Linked DNA regions of Gossypium arboreum: region 1 is linked to region 2. Evidence: chromatin contacts called from public Hi-C data. All regions are on one chromosome and are shown on one strand. The core of a region is the stretch at or near the end of the contact, and the rest is flanking DNA. Distances in the headings are between cores, read along the strand shown.

The links. A called contact is a pair of places that touch in the nucleus more often than the background predicts.
Region 1: a Hi-C map of leaf shows a contact between it and region 2, with 2.2 times the contacts expected there. The contact joins the promoter of LOC108463936 here to the promoter of LOC108464474 in region 2. A contact is called at or near these places in 2 of 5 Hi-C or Micro-C datasets (both in leaf).

The regions. Positions count from the first base shown.
Region 1 is chr3:28,365,103-28,372,143 of ASM2569848v2, reverse strand. It overlaps LOC108463936 (mitogen-activated protein kinase 17), which reads left to right and starts at 4,796. Exons shown (of 11, transcript XM_017763950.2): 1 at 4,796-4,935; 2 at 5,200-5,321; 3 at 5,887-6,295; 4 at 6,385-6,512. The coding sequence starts at 5,890. It overlaps LOC128290300 (a long non-coding RNA gene), which reads right to left and starts at 4,528. Exons shown (of 3, transcript XR_008280018.1): 1 at 4,496-4,528.
Region 2 is chr3:28,232,929-28,240,116 of ASM2569848v2, reverse strand. LOC108464474 (serine carboxypeptidase-like 50) reads left to right here and starts at 2,541. Exons shown (of 1, transcript XM_017764794.2): 1 at 2,541-4,128. The coding sequence starts at 2,668. The coding sequence ends at 4,032.

The DNA.
Region 1 (7,041 bases), core at 3,547-6,046, 130 kb before region 2:
CCATTCACCTATTCCATGAAGAAACTTAAGTCAACTACGCACTTACCAAACAACAACCACCAATCTCAATGGCAGAGATGACCAAATAATACTTGAATTTTGTTTGAATTAGAAAAGTAATAGGAACATAAAGCAAAAAGAATAAGAGAATGTATGAGAAACGAAAAAAAAATGAACGTGAAAACAGTGGCTGATTTTTAGGGAAAAGGATAATGATAAAAATTAAATTAAAAATAAAATAATTAAATCATTATTTTCCCTCAACTCCCCACCTATAACCAAATCCCACTAAATTTGACCACTAACCACATCCAACTACCTCTGACTTTTAACTCCACCCAAACTCTCTTAAGCAATCAGAGCAAAAATTATCACCCACACTCACACAAGAATTCAAACATAAGACCTCCAACCTCCAATAATTTAACTCCTTACCATTCAAACCAACAAGCTTATTCTAATGTGAGTTTACCAAAAATATAATATAAACCTACCTAACAGGGATAAGGCTAGGATAAAAAAATGATAGAATTTGCCAAAAATGGGACTTGAACACAAGACCTCAAACATACCATCAAAACACTTAGCCACTGAAGCAAATACATATATTTATATTAAAATTCACAGAAACAAAGTTAAGAAATTTAGGGCAGGTCAACTCATTATGTCATAACTAAAGAGAATCAATTACTCACAAGTACGAAAATGACGGTGTCAAACTTGATGCTATTATATTTTTCTAAACATCCAAGACACGGATTACATAAAGAATTTAATTCCAAGAAAAACGCATATGGGTGTCGAGGTCTATCTCAGAAACAAAATGTAGATTGATAAATAATTGAAGAAATCTAGAAAAACAATTTTTAAATGGGTAAACAACCTAATTAGTTAACAAATTTTTACCCTTTTTCTATTTTGGTCACCTAATAATGAAAATTTTTAATTTAATCACTAAACTATTCAAAGTCATTTTTTTAGTCACTATGTTGTTAAGTTTGAAACAGTAAGGCATGGGCATTTATTTCTTGGATAAACTATATGAATGGTCACTCAACTATGAGTGTGTTTCCATTTTGGTCATCCAACTATAATTTTTTTTTTGATTAAGCCACTAAAATTTTCCAAATTAGATTTTTTAGTCACATTGTCATTAAGTTGATAACAAAAGTTTGACATTGTCTTTTCTATTGGCCTAGCAACAAAATTTGCCCTTCAATTTTATTTGTTCTATCAATTTAATCTTAATTCTAAGAACACAATAAATTTAACCTTAAACATTCTTACAAGTATTTGGCGCTAGAAATTTTTTTTATAATTTTTTATTTGACACTAGTAAGATTTGAGCTTTTTTGGAACTAAAGAACTACCGCTTTAACATAAAAATTTATATAAAAAAAACTTTCAAATAAATTATAATCTTTTTTGCTGCTGAAAAAAAACTTTTATATTTTTCAATGTCGAAGAAGCACCATTTAATCTAAAGTGTTAAAAAAACTTCATCGATAGCTTATAATCTTTTTGGCATAGGAAACTAGAAACCTTTGAGTTTTCCTGCGCTGAATAACACTAGCCAAGAGCATAAAAGAATAGGCAAAGAGAAAAAAAAAAGGCTAATAATTAAAGAATGTTGAACCAAGCTTTATTTGAAAAAATATTTTGATATAACAAATATGATGTTTTTGAACAAAAATCATTTAAAACAAAATTTCGCAAAAATTCTATTTCAAATGATAGTTAAAAAGAAAAATTGTTGAAGTTGAACTTACAAAATCTTTTAAAAGGTCAAGTTAGTTAAACAAACTTTCAAACAAGCTAAAAAATGCTCCAAGCAAAAAGGTATCGATTTGGTATCCATACTTTATTTTTTGTTAAGTATCGATAAATTTTGTTGAGTATAGATAGATTCACAATTTTATTGATAGCCTTTTTTGGTATCGATATTAAAATGACATTTTGTTTTTCATTGTATTTATCAATGATCAATATGGTAGTATTGATAATTTTTTTCAAGTATCGATAGCGGTACACTTGTATCGATACCTTTTTCCGTATTGATACGAAATTGGCATTCTGACTTTCAAAGTATTTATCAAGTACCGATACGATATCGATACCCTCTACTTCGTATAGATAAATCTCTTTTGGCTTCAATATTGATGGCTCCAACAATCACTAAATAAGACATTAAATGCTAATAGTAGTGATACTTGTAGAGAAAGTATCAATACCTACTGTTGCAGGTGACATAAATACACTGGCATTTTCATCCCCAACAACTCTATTCAATATTCCAACAACCACAACGGTTGGAAATTAATTTGGAAGTATAAATACCATCCTTAAAAGGTTCTACAACAAAAAGAGAGATTATCCAAGCTCAAATTGCAATCAAACAACCTTTGTGCTTAAAATATCATACTTTTCTTGTACAAACTTGTGAGCTTTCATTGTTATTCAGTTAGCCCAAGTGTCTTATCGTTTCATTTATGCTCAATTAGCAAACAATCCAATCTTTTAAGGATTAATTCTTAGTTTGATTATTTGTTTCACTCTTTGAAAGAGTTGTAACTTAAGGTTTGGGTAAAAACCTTAAGGGAGTTGTAAGGTTAAACCTTGTCATCAAAGGTTAATCAAATTAGTGAATTTGAGAAAATCCTTAGTAGTGGAAAACTAAGGTAGTGGAGTAGGCAATTGGAGCCGAACCATTCTAAATTAATGTGTCCAATTGTTCTATCTTTTCTTTCAAGCATCCACAAATTTTTAAAATCAATTCACCCCACTCTTGGTAATTTTAGATTGACTAATCGAGCTAACACAATTAAATTGATAAATTTTGTGCGTGTTGAGGGTTAAATTGATTGGTTTTAATAGAATTAGAACTAAAAGGAATAAGTATTGAAGGACGATATTTCTTATTAACCCAATAAAAGAAGGCCACATCACATTTCTGTTATCAACTTAACGATATGGTGATTAAAAAAAATCTAACTTCAAAATCTTTAGTAATTAAATCTAAAAAAATTATAATTGAACAATCAAAATAGAAATACTCTCATAATTAAATCACTGTTCATATAATTTAAACCTTCATCACCCAACCGTTTTAGACTTAATAATATAATTAATAAAATGGAATTTATATAATTTAATGATTAAATACAAAATTTTATTGTTAAGTCACCAGTAAAAATGCATTACATTTGTTTCAGAAAGTCAACTAATGATTATGGATGAAATTTAAGGGAAAAAATGACAAAAGAAAATAATAACAGGGGAGTGATTTTTATTTTAATTATATAATCTTTATATGAATTTAATTTAAAATATCATCAATAATAAAAAATTATTTTAAAACGCGTGAAATTAGGAAAAACAAAAGCACGATCTTAATTTGACATTAAAAGGGAGATTATATTGTTTGTCCACTAAATACTAAATTATTAATAAGTTTTCGATTTGATTAGTTAATTAAAAAATATAATTTGGTCATTAAAATTTTAAAAATTATTTTTGACACTTTTTAATTGGTATAATAATAATTTTAATTCTTAATTTTTATACTTTCTATTAATTTGATCTTAATTATAAAAAATAAAAATGATTTTTTAAATTTAAAATTTCTAAAAACAAAAATAAAAGTAGATAAAATTTTCAAAAATAGATTAAGTGAAAGAAAATGAGGAAAAATATTTTAAGCCATCCAACTTTTCTCTTTGTATTATTTGTATGGAAATATCCAATACTCATACTTTAAAAACATAAAAAAAGCAAAATTAATGGTTGATTTTTTTTTTGCATCTTCTGTTTCTTGACATAGCTTTCATATCCTAAGAAAAGAAAAAACAAATAATTTGTTTTACAATTTTAATTTTGAAAATAATTTAAATTAATTAAAATTTTGATTTGAGTTTGAAAAAGAAAATTTTGAGGTATATTTTAGCTAAAAAAATGACAAGCTTATGTAAGATCAATTTTAGATTTTCTTTAGGGTATAAAACTTAAATTGAATATATTACTAATTTAGTTTTGAAACATTGATAAAGCATGTAATGTAATGATCTAACAGTTTTTGTTCAGTTTTAAAATTGTTATTTAATTATAATGAAAGACAATTTTCTTTATTTCTCATACATATTAATTCTTCAACGATAACATTTTTAAAGTTTTATTTTTCTAGATTTTTTATATAAATTTTTTATTTTTAATTAATTTCAAGATTTTTAAAATTTGAATATAAAATTAAGATCAAATTTATAGAAAATATAAAAATGAGGACTATTAATATTATTATATTAAGTAAAAAGTGTCACACTTAGCAGTCAGATTAGAGGAAAATAATTTTAAAACTTAAAAATAATCAAATTGAAATTTTCTTACTAACTAATAAGTTTTTCCTTAAAGATGTTGACTATTTTCTTGGCCCCAAAAGAAAAGAAAAGAAATCTAAATTGATATATAAGAAATTTCCAATTTCATAGACGAATGATGTTACCTTACGTAACACAGACGACAAAGTTACTCCCTCAAATTGCAGTGCAAGACATTGAACTCCAAATGTATTTTGCGTACGTGGCACCACCTCCTTCATTATCATCCCCAATACGAAATTTGGCCATGTTAATAAAACCATAAATATAGGGCGTGCGGAAGGTGAAGGGAGGGAAGGGAGAAGCGACGGAGCTCAACCCTAAATCACCCTTTCACCGCACGAGTTTCATCCACTCAGCGATTCGCAGCCTCCGCGTCAAAATCTCAACTCAACTTGCCTTGCTTTGCTTTCCCCTTCTGATAAATTTCATTCTAGTTATTAATATTACAACTTAATAGCAATCCTACTTACTATCATCTATGGCCGATGCCTGAAACGACATCACCTCACCTCTTCCCCGATCCTCTCTCTTTATAGCTCCGGAAACGTGGGGATAAGATAAGGTTCGAATTTCGAGCAAGTCCTTTTTTCAGATGAATATGCCTTTTTTTATTACAAAAGAAAAATATGATGATTTTTTTAAAAAAATTCGGTATTTTATCAAATTTATATTTGTGACATAAATAGTAATGATGACCTTTCTGACAGCAGTTCTGTTTTGACATATTCAAGTTTTTGTCAGCATCCTACTTGATACGGGGTATTATATATACGTATAAATATACGTTTACGTTACACTGTATTTTCATACGTAGAAGGTGTTGCAGGTGTTATTTGAGCAGTTCATATCTTGTCTCCGCGTTTATTTGAAGGAAGCTCTTCTCTCATCACTCATCAATATTCAAGCTTCTGCTTTGGCCTCTTTTGCCGACAGAAAAAAAAAAAAAGAGTAATTTCTCTTTTTTCTCCTTAATCAGTTAAAGTATCTGTTTTTCTTTTAAATGAGACTTTTTTTTTTCTTTTTCTGCGGTTTGAATGTCTGTTAGATGTGTGATATTGAAGCTTGAAAGTTTCCTCATAGAATGAAAATTTTAGCTTTTACGATGAAAATGACTGAAAAACAAAAGGGGATTTATTTATAAGTTTATTGGGTTGAATTTCTTTTATTGAGTTTTAATGATAGTTAGTATTCGTCTGCATAAAGCTTTTTCTTTTCTCCTCTTAGCTATTTTCTTGGAGATTCTTATTAGTCTTGAACATTCAACAAAGGGTGACAGTTATTCTTATATTTAGAAAATATTTTGAACATAAATCTGTAGTTAGATCCATTTGGCTCTATATAGAAATCTACCAAATCAATGGCTTTGAGTTAATCATAACATTCATATTATATGATAGGTGGTTTGATATGCTTCTCTTGTATAACTTTAAGTACACTGTGAGAATGCTTAGGAGTAAGTTTTTTCATGTTACTTTCTTTCAGATTGAATCTAATGGTTATTTGTTTTAATCAGAAAATGTTTGGCAAAGACTTTTTCACCGAATATGGCGAAGCAAGTCAATATGAAATAAAGGAAGTAGTAGGCACAGGAAGTTATGGTGTGGTTGCCTCTGCAATTGATACTCACACTGGAGAGAAGGTAGCTATTAAGAAGATAGCCAATATCTTTGAGCACACATCTGAAGCCACACGTATTCTGAGAGAGATCAAACTTCTACGGCTGCTGCGTCACCCTGACATAGTTCAGATAAAACACATAATGCTTCCTCCATGTCAAAGAGAATTCAAAGACATATTTGTTGTTTTTGAGTTGATGGAATCTGATCTTCACCATGTTATAAAAATCAATGATGATCTAACCCCTGAGCATCATCAGTTTTTCTTATACCAGCTTCTTCGGGGTCTGAAATACATTCACACAGGTTGCCTTCTTTTACATCTCAATTGTTGTACCAATTTGTGATTATAAATGACCCACTTTTTATTAATCTTTTCCTTTCAATTTTTTCAGCACATGTTTTCCATAGAGATTTAAAGCCAAAAAATATACTTGCTAATGCGGATTGCAAACTGAAACTTTGTGATTTTGGACTCGCTCGGGTGTCATTTACGGACGTTCCTTCTGCTATTTTTTGGACTGTTAGTGCTTCTTTCTTGCTTCTGACTGCTTTGCTATTCATAACTATTGTGTGTACCATGTTTGCTGTTTTCACTATCTGATCATCATTTAATCTGTTAAGGATTATGTGGCAACTCGATGGTATCGTGCTCCTGAACTGTGCGGTTCATTTTACTCCAACGTATGTACTGTTGTTTTCCTTTTCTTCAATTGGTTTAATATAGGAATTGTTAGTCAGATGTATAATTAATTTTCAGTTGTCCTCTTTTAGTCTTTTTAGGGATTTTTGTGTTAATAGGCAACGACAAAAACTATATATTTTAGTTTTCTTCTTGTGTCATGCTTGCTACCCTGCTTGAGGAGGTAAAATGGCCGGTTCTTGAGTAAGAAAGAAGCTTCCTTGCATATACTTTGTGAATTGAAGATTGTCTAGATATATCATATACATGTCATACGCATACACTGCTAGTAGAAATTATATTCTATTCAGGTGAACCAAATTGAGCAAAACTTCTCTAGGAACTTTGTTTAATTGATTTTTAAACCCAA
Region 2 (7,188 bases), core at 1,292-3,791:
ACATTGTTATAAGTGTGTTACCCTCATAGGATATCATTAATCTCTTTGGGATAAATTTGTTCTCCCAATATGATCTTATTTTATCTCATGGTAATCATTACATCTTCCTTCATGAAAAGTCAGTTACTATCATGTAGTAATTAAGTCATTCATCACAAAGATAAACGACCTGTGACCACATTTACTCTTCATCTATCATGTAATGCCAATGAGAGGATATCATTTACCCATGTCTGGGGCTATGAATTCCACTATTGTGAATGATGCTACATACTACAGAATTTGTATACCTAATGCACCAGCTTTTAGTTCCTTATCTATTTGAACTCAAGTTTTTACTTACTTCAAAGTATACGAGTCATGCATACATAATCCATCATCCACTCAGGATTAAGGTATGCCACATTATGAATGTTAGAGGTGAATAAATCTACAAATAGATTTAGGATCTATTCTTCTTGGATCTTGTCTGATGTATTGTTAGTCCAGTCAGTCACATCTATGCCTCTATCTTCTGGAGTCATCCGCTTTGATGCCCAAGACATCTATGCCTCTATCTTCTAGAGTCATCCGCTCCAATGCCCAAGACAAAACATCTCTTCAATTGGACTTGATAGATAGTATATTCGTTTTCCAATCAATTTGCTCATTTCCTATTAGACTAAGGACATGTTTAAGTTTATCTATTAATATAAGTTGGTTTTCCATATTACGATCCAACCACATAATATCGCTTAGTATTAGTTATACAATCAGTAAGTTAATATTTGCTTTTATTTTGTTTTACATAGAAAAATCATATGAGAACAGTATACAAAGGATATTAATATAATTCATAAATAATTTTTATTAACTAATCTATTTGAAAAAATTACAAGTGTACAAACGAATATATTACACTTAGGACACTAGATCCAACAATACTTATAGTGCATATCGTAAATGCAAATGGGTGTTGGAAATGGGACATTTTTGTACATATGCTACCTCATTCGGTGTTGGCAAAAATTGATAGTAAACGGCCACCTCTTACATGGGATGTTAATTATTTCCCCCAATTGGCAATGGAATAAAGGGGGGGCTTCTCATCAAGATCGACTTATGATGTTCTAATGCATAATAATGTGGTACAAGCTTATCGAAAATGGAGCCTTTGGACTCATAAGGGTCCACAACGAGTAAAAATGTTTCTATAGCTCGCGTCGACTGATAAGTTGTTAACCAATGTGAATCGGGTAAAGAGACATTTGACGGATGATGGAATGTGTCAACTATGCAATGAAGAAGAGGAGGATATTCACCATGTGCTTCAGTAGTGTTTTCCGGCAACCTTCCTTTAGCATGGCATTATTAATCCTGGTAATTTGCTAGTGTTTTTAACCATGAATATTACAGATTGGATTTTCACAAATATATTGGCTCTATCATGTTTTTCTGAGTTGGATAGCAATTGAGATATCAAATTAGGCTTTCTAGTATGGTTGTTATGGTAGAGGCGCAGTAGGAAACTAGTTAACCAAGATTTTGTTGAGTGTGAATCCATTTTGTAGCAAGCTAATCGGTTAACCATTGAGACCAGTAAAGCGAGAGCTGATGAAGTGCTTGTTAGTAATGCAAAGCAGAGAGTTCGATCCCTTATTTACTAGACAAAGCCAAGAGGGGTGGATCAAGGTTAATATAGATTGGACAAGGAATAGTGGCACAAGTGCGGCTATGGCTGAGGGTGTTATTCGGGGTAATAATTGTGATTGACTAGTGGGCTTTACTATAATTACTGAGATGTGTTCGATTATGGAAGCAAAACTTTGTAGAGCCTTGGAGTGATTGCAGCAGACTTGGCATATAGGGGCAAGTAAAGTGATCTTAGTTTATTTGTAATCTCTCTTATTAAAGAGAAAGAAGATAACCATGGTGCTAATGTGTTGGTGAGAGCCATAAAGAGACTTTTAAGGTCGGATTGGGAGGTTGGAGTTGTTCATGTTTACCGTGAGGAGAACAAAGTTGTTGATGCAATGCTGGCAATTGGTGTCCACATGTTTGCACAAGTTCCACAAGTTCCGAATGAAGTTTGTCGTCTAGTTAAGGATGATCTTAATAGTGCTAATACGCCTAGAATTATAGTAATTTAATCAACTTTTATTCTTTTTCTTATAAAAATATCTTTTTCTTTTTTGTTATAGTTAAAGATGATTTTAAAAATATCTTCTTCTTTTTGTTATATAGTTGCCGGGTATTTCTTTAATTTCAAAATGTTAAACCATAAAATTTTATAGAAAATTTTAATACTGTTTGGCAGTTAAGCTTGAATTTTAAATTAAAAATATAAAAAAAAAACTAAATTTCTAAAAATAAAATATGACTAAATTTTAAAAATATAAAAAGAAAATAAAAACTTGAAATATATTTCAACATTCAAATTTTAGTCTAAATTTTGAATGTTGAAATAATTAACCCAAACAAGAGTTCCAAAACCATACTAGTTTATTTAAATTGAATACAAAATTAATCTTTGTAATACAAATAAGCAAAAAGAGCTCTCCTGGGACTTAACTATTTTCGAAAAAAAAAAAAACAAAACAAAACCGAGCATAACTATTAGCAAAACCTGAATAGCAAAATCTATTACTAAAAGCTAATGAGTACAATTTGCAAACACTTGTGACCATAATGGCAAGGAGTAGGTCAACGACAACAAGCGCTTTCTTCTTCCTCTGCCTTTACTCTTCGTTTTATCTCACCGCTTCAACAACTCCTCTCTTCCCCAAAGACGCCCTCCCCACCAAATCTGGCTACCTTCCGGTCAACCACGCCACTGGTTCTGCTATTTTTTATGCCTTCTATGAAGCTCAAACCCCCACTTCCCCTCACTCCAAAACCCCACTTCTCATTTGGCTCCAAGGTGGCCCTGGATGCTCCTCCATGATTGGCAACTTGTTTGAGCTCGGACCATGGCGTGTTGTTTCTTCTCACATGAAAAACGCTCATAATTTGACTCTTGAGCGCAATCCAGGTTCTTGGAACCGCTTTTTTGGTCTTCTTTTTCTCGATAATCCTATTGGAACAGGGTTTAGCATTGCATCGACGCCGCAAGAAATTCCCAGAGACCAACTTTCTGTTGCCAAGCATTTGTTTGCTGCTATCACTGATTTTACCTCATTAGATCCGTTGTTTAAGGATCGTCCTATTTATATTACTGGTGAGAGTTATGCAGGAAAGTATGTTCCTGCAATTGGGTACTATATTTTGAAAAAAAATCCCCAGTTGCCGGTTTCACGAAGAGTGAACTTCAGGGGTGTCGCTATAGGTGATGGACTAACGGATCCGGTCACCCAGGTGACAACTCATGCAGACAATGCTTACTATTGTGGTTTAGTCAACGAGAGGCAAAAGGGTGAACTTGAGGAAGCACAAAGGGAGGCTGTTGAGTTGGTTAAGATGGGGAACTGGAGTGAGGCAACAAATGCTAGAAGCAAGGTCTTAAGCAGGCTGCAAAACATGACTGGTTTGGCAACTTTGTATGACTTCACAAAGAAAATCCCTTACCAGACAGAATTTGCTGTCAGATTTCTTAACATAGCTGAAGTAAAAAGAGCATTAGGAGTGAATGAATCCATGGTTTTCGAGGAGTGCAGCGATGTTGTTGGGGATGTATTGCATGAAGATGTGATGAAGAGCGTGAAGTACATGGTGGAGTTCTTGGTGAAGAACAGCAAGGTACTGTTGTATCAAGGGCTATATGATTTAAGGGATGGTGTGGTATCAACAGAGGCATGGGTGAAGACCATGAAATGGGAAGGGATTGAGAAGTTCAAGATGGCTGATAGAGTGATTTGGAAAGTAAACGGAGAGCTTGCAGGGTACCTGCAAAAATGGGCGAGCTTGACCAATGTTGTAGTTTCAGGAGCAGGGCATCTTTTGCCTGCTGACCAAGCTTTGAATTCTCAGGCTATGATTGAGGATTGGGTTTTGGAGAAGGGCCAATTTGGTGGAAAGCAAAGAGGATCATCGACAAAATTCAGGGCAACACTCTAAAATGTTATTGCTCTTAAACTTGTTCTTTATCTGTAAGTTTCAAGCTATGTAATCTATGCTATTCAATAAAAAGAAATCCACGACCCCTTTTTGTCACATGAAGCCAAAGGCTCTTAACATTATTAACTAATCAATAAAATACCTCTTAACATGATATACGGTTCCAAAGGAGAAGGGAGCAAAACCTATGCTCTCTCTATCAGGCTAAATGTATAACGGTCAGTCTCTTGAGACTACTCAGTTTCTAGGATTACCTGATTTGGTCTTCATCGTCTTAATAATCCTGCTGGAACAAGGTTTAGATGGACTTAGACCCAGGAAGATCCAAGTTACCCTGAGACTTACTAAGCAATTTTTGGGTTTCTATTATAAGTTTCAGCATCGTCCATAGTATTGGTGAAAACAATGAATTCCATAGACATTGTCGTTATTGAGGAATGGTTTTGGAGAATGGGCAGTTTGGTAGACAGCCAAACGCTTCATAAACGAAATGTGGAAATTTTATTCCATCTGAACTAGGCAGAGACTAGAAATCTTAAACCAATTGGGATTTATTAGCAATTAAACAGATTAATGATCCTCATCAAACGGCTCGATGAGATTATATAATCAAGTAACAGCCGCCTCAAGCAACCCACGCCTTCATTGCTAGAATTAACAATAAAATTAAATTAAACATCGAGGGTGAACCCATTTATTATATAGATTTTGCCAAACAAAACTTAAAAAGGAAAACAGCTTAAAAGTTCTCCGTAACAAATTAAAACCATATTTGGGTTATAAACATTGAAAAGGGAGACATTGAAGAAATGGGGTATTCATGTAATGGCTTTTGGAGGCGGGAATATGGTGAAAAGCATCTCTGATGGGGAACTTGAAAGGTGGGAAACTGGTAAAAGAAGACCAAAGATCCCATCCCAACGACTAAAACCCACCAGAGAAAAAAGAACACAAAACCCGTACTATGATGCCATATATAAAGGGTTTGATGTACAGGGCTGATTAAAAGGCAGGGCAGCCTGCAGAGAACCCACAGGTATTTTAAGAGCCACTAAAATACTGCTCTCCCCCATTTGCCTCAGCCCTTTCTCCCTTCGCAACCATAAAGTTTTCTACACAAAAAGAACAGAAGAAAAAAAAAAGTTTGTTCACCTGACCCGAGTGCTTAGGGTTGCCGATACGGCTGAATAAAACCCTACATCACCATACTTGGTCCATTTATAGAGCTAATGATCACGTGATCCTCACGTGCCTTTTTTTTGGTATTGTTGTTTTTAGGCTTAATTCACTCTTTGGTCCTTAGAGTATACTCATTTTTTCACTTTAATACCTAAATTTTTTTGTTACAATTTGGTACCAAAAGTATGGTTTTGTTATGGTTTTTGGTCCAATTTTTGAACCCACGTTAAAAAAAATTCTAGTGGTTGAGTTAACTAACGAAAGAACACCACATGGTGTTTATTTTGTAAAAGTTAGGGGTGAGCATTCAATTGAATCGAGTTGAATCGAGTTAAAAAATTTCGAGTTAATCAAGTTGACGAGCCTTATTTTATCATCCTAACTCGATTTGAATTTTTTTCGAATCGAGTCGAGTGAAAAAAAACTAGAGTCGAGTCTAAACAAGTGAAATTTTTCGAGTTAAATTTAAAAAATTAAATAGTTCAAATTAAAATCTTGTTACAATATAACTAATTTCATGTTATTAACATGATAAACTTAAATCATTAATTAACTTGTTTAGGTCCCCAAAATTATTATTCTAGAAAATTTTTAACTTTCTTTATATATATTTTATAATTTTTTGACATTTTTATATTTTCTAAAAATATAAATTTTGAAATTTTATAAATATTTTAATTTTAAAATATATTTTGAGGTGTTTGGATAGCTCAAAATTACTAAAGATGAATTAATTTTGAAAGAAAATATCCAATTTGAACTTGAGGAAAATTTTGAATGTGAAGCTAAATGGGAAGGAAGGAGATGAGTTGTTTAAAGAAGTAAGGAAGATAAACAATTCTTTTTTAATATTAAGGAAAATTTTCTTTTAAAGACTCCCTATTTTCCCTTGTTTTTCAAATCAGTCATTAGTTTAATTAAAACACATTTTTCTCAATTATTTTCAAATTCGGTTTTATTTTTAAAATTCATTTTAAGTTATTTAATAATCGACCACCTAATCAAAATTTTCACCACCTAATTTTAGACCCAATAATCATTTTAATATTTTATTATTACCATTATTATTTATTTATTTATTTTATCATATTTTAATTTCTATGATATTAAACCTAATTTTTCTCTCAAGCCCACAACCTAATACCCAATTCTTGTAACACCCCAAAACCCGAGACCATCGCCGGTGTCGGACCCGAGGGTTAACAAACCAAGTTCACATGTTTTTGCCCACCAATTTGACATTTCCAGTCAGGCTGGAAAACTGCGTCACTGTCGCCTTAAAAATCATATCTCGAGTTTCAAAACTCGGAAACTGGTTTCGTAAATTTTCCCTGAATTTAGACTCATATATCCATCCATGGATTTATTTCTAGGATTTTTGGTCGGGCCAATTGGTACAGTTTATTAGTTAAAGTTACCCTGTTACAGGGATCGACTGCTCCGACCTTCGCGCGGTATAACTTGAATATCTCTCTGTACAGGGCTTTAATTCTGGTTTCGTTTGTTTCTAATGAAACTAGACTCAAAATGGAATCTGTACATATAAGATATATCTCCTAATTCTTTTGGATAATTTATAGTGAATTTTTAAAGTTGCGACAGGGAACCCAGAAACCATTCTGGCCCTGTCTCACAATAGCTTTAATATCTCTTAACCTGTAACTCCTATGACCGTTTCATTTCTTCCATATGAAAATAGACTCATCAAGGTTCATTTACATAGCTTATTCACTATCTAATTCCATTCCTATGAATTTTGGTGATTTTTCACATTCACGCCACTGCAGCTGGCAGCATCTGTTTTAAGATAGGACTCACCTATTTGGTGGTCTCCATGATTCAACTAGCCTTACCATACATAGGTTCATATATGATCATTTTAACTGTGCCAATGGCTGATCATATGACCAACATTCTCATTTCCAAGCCATAGCCACATCATGACACAAAATATATACATACAACCCACAATTAGTC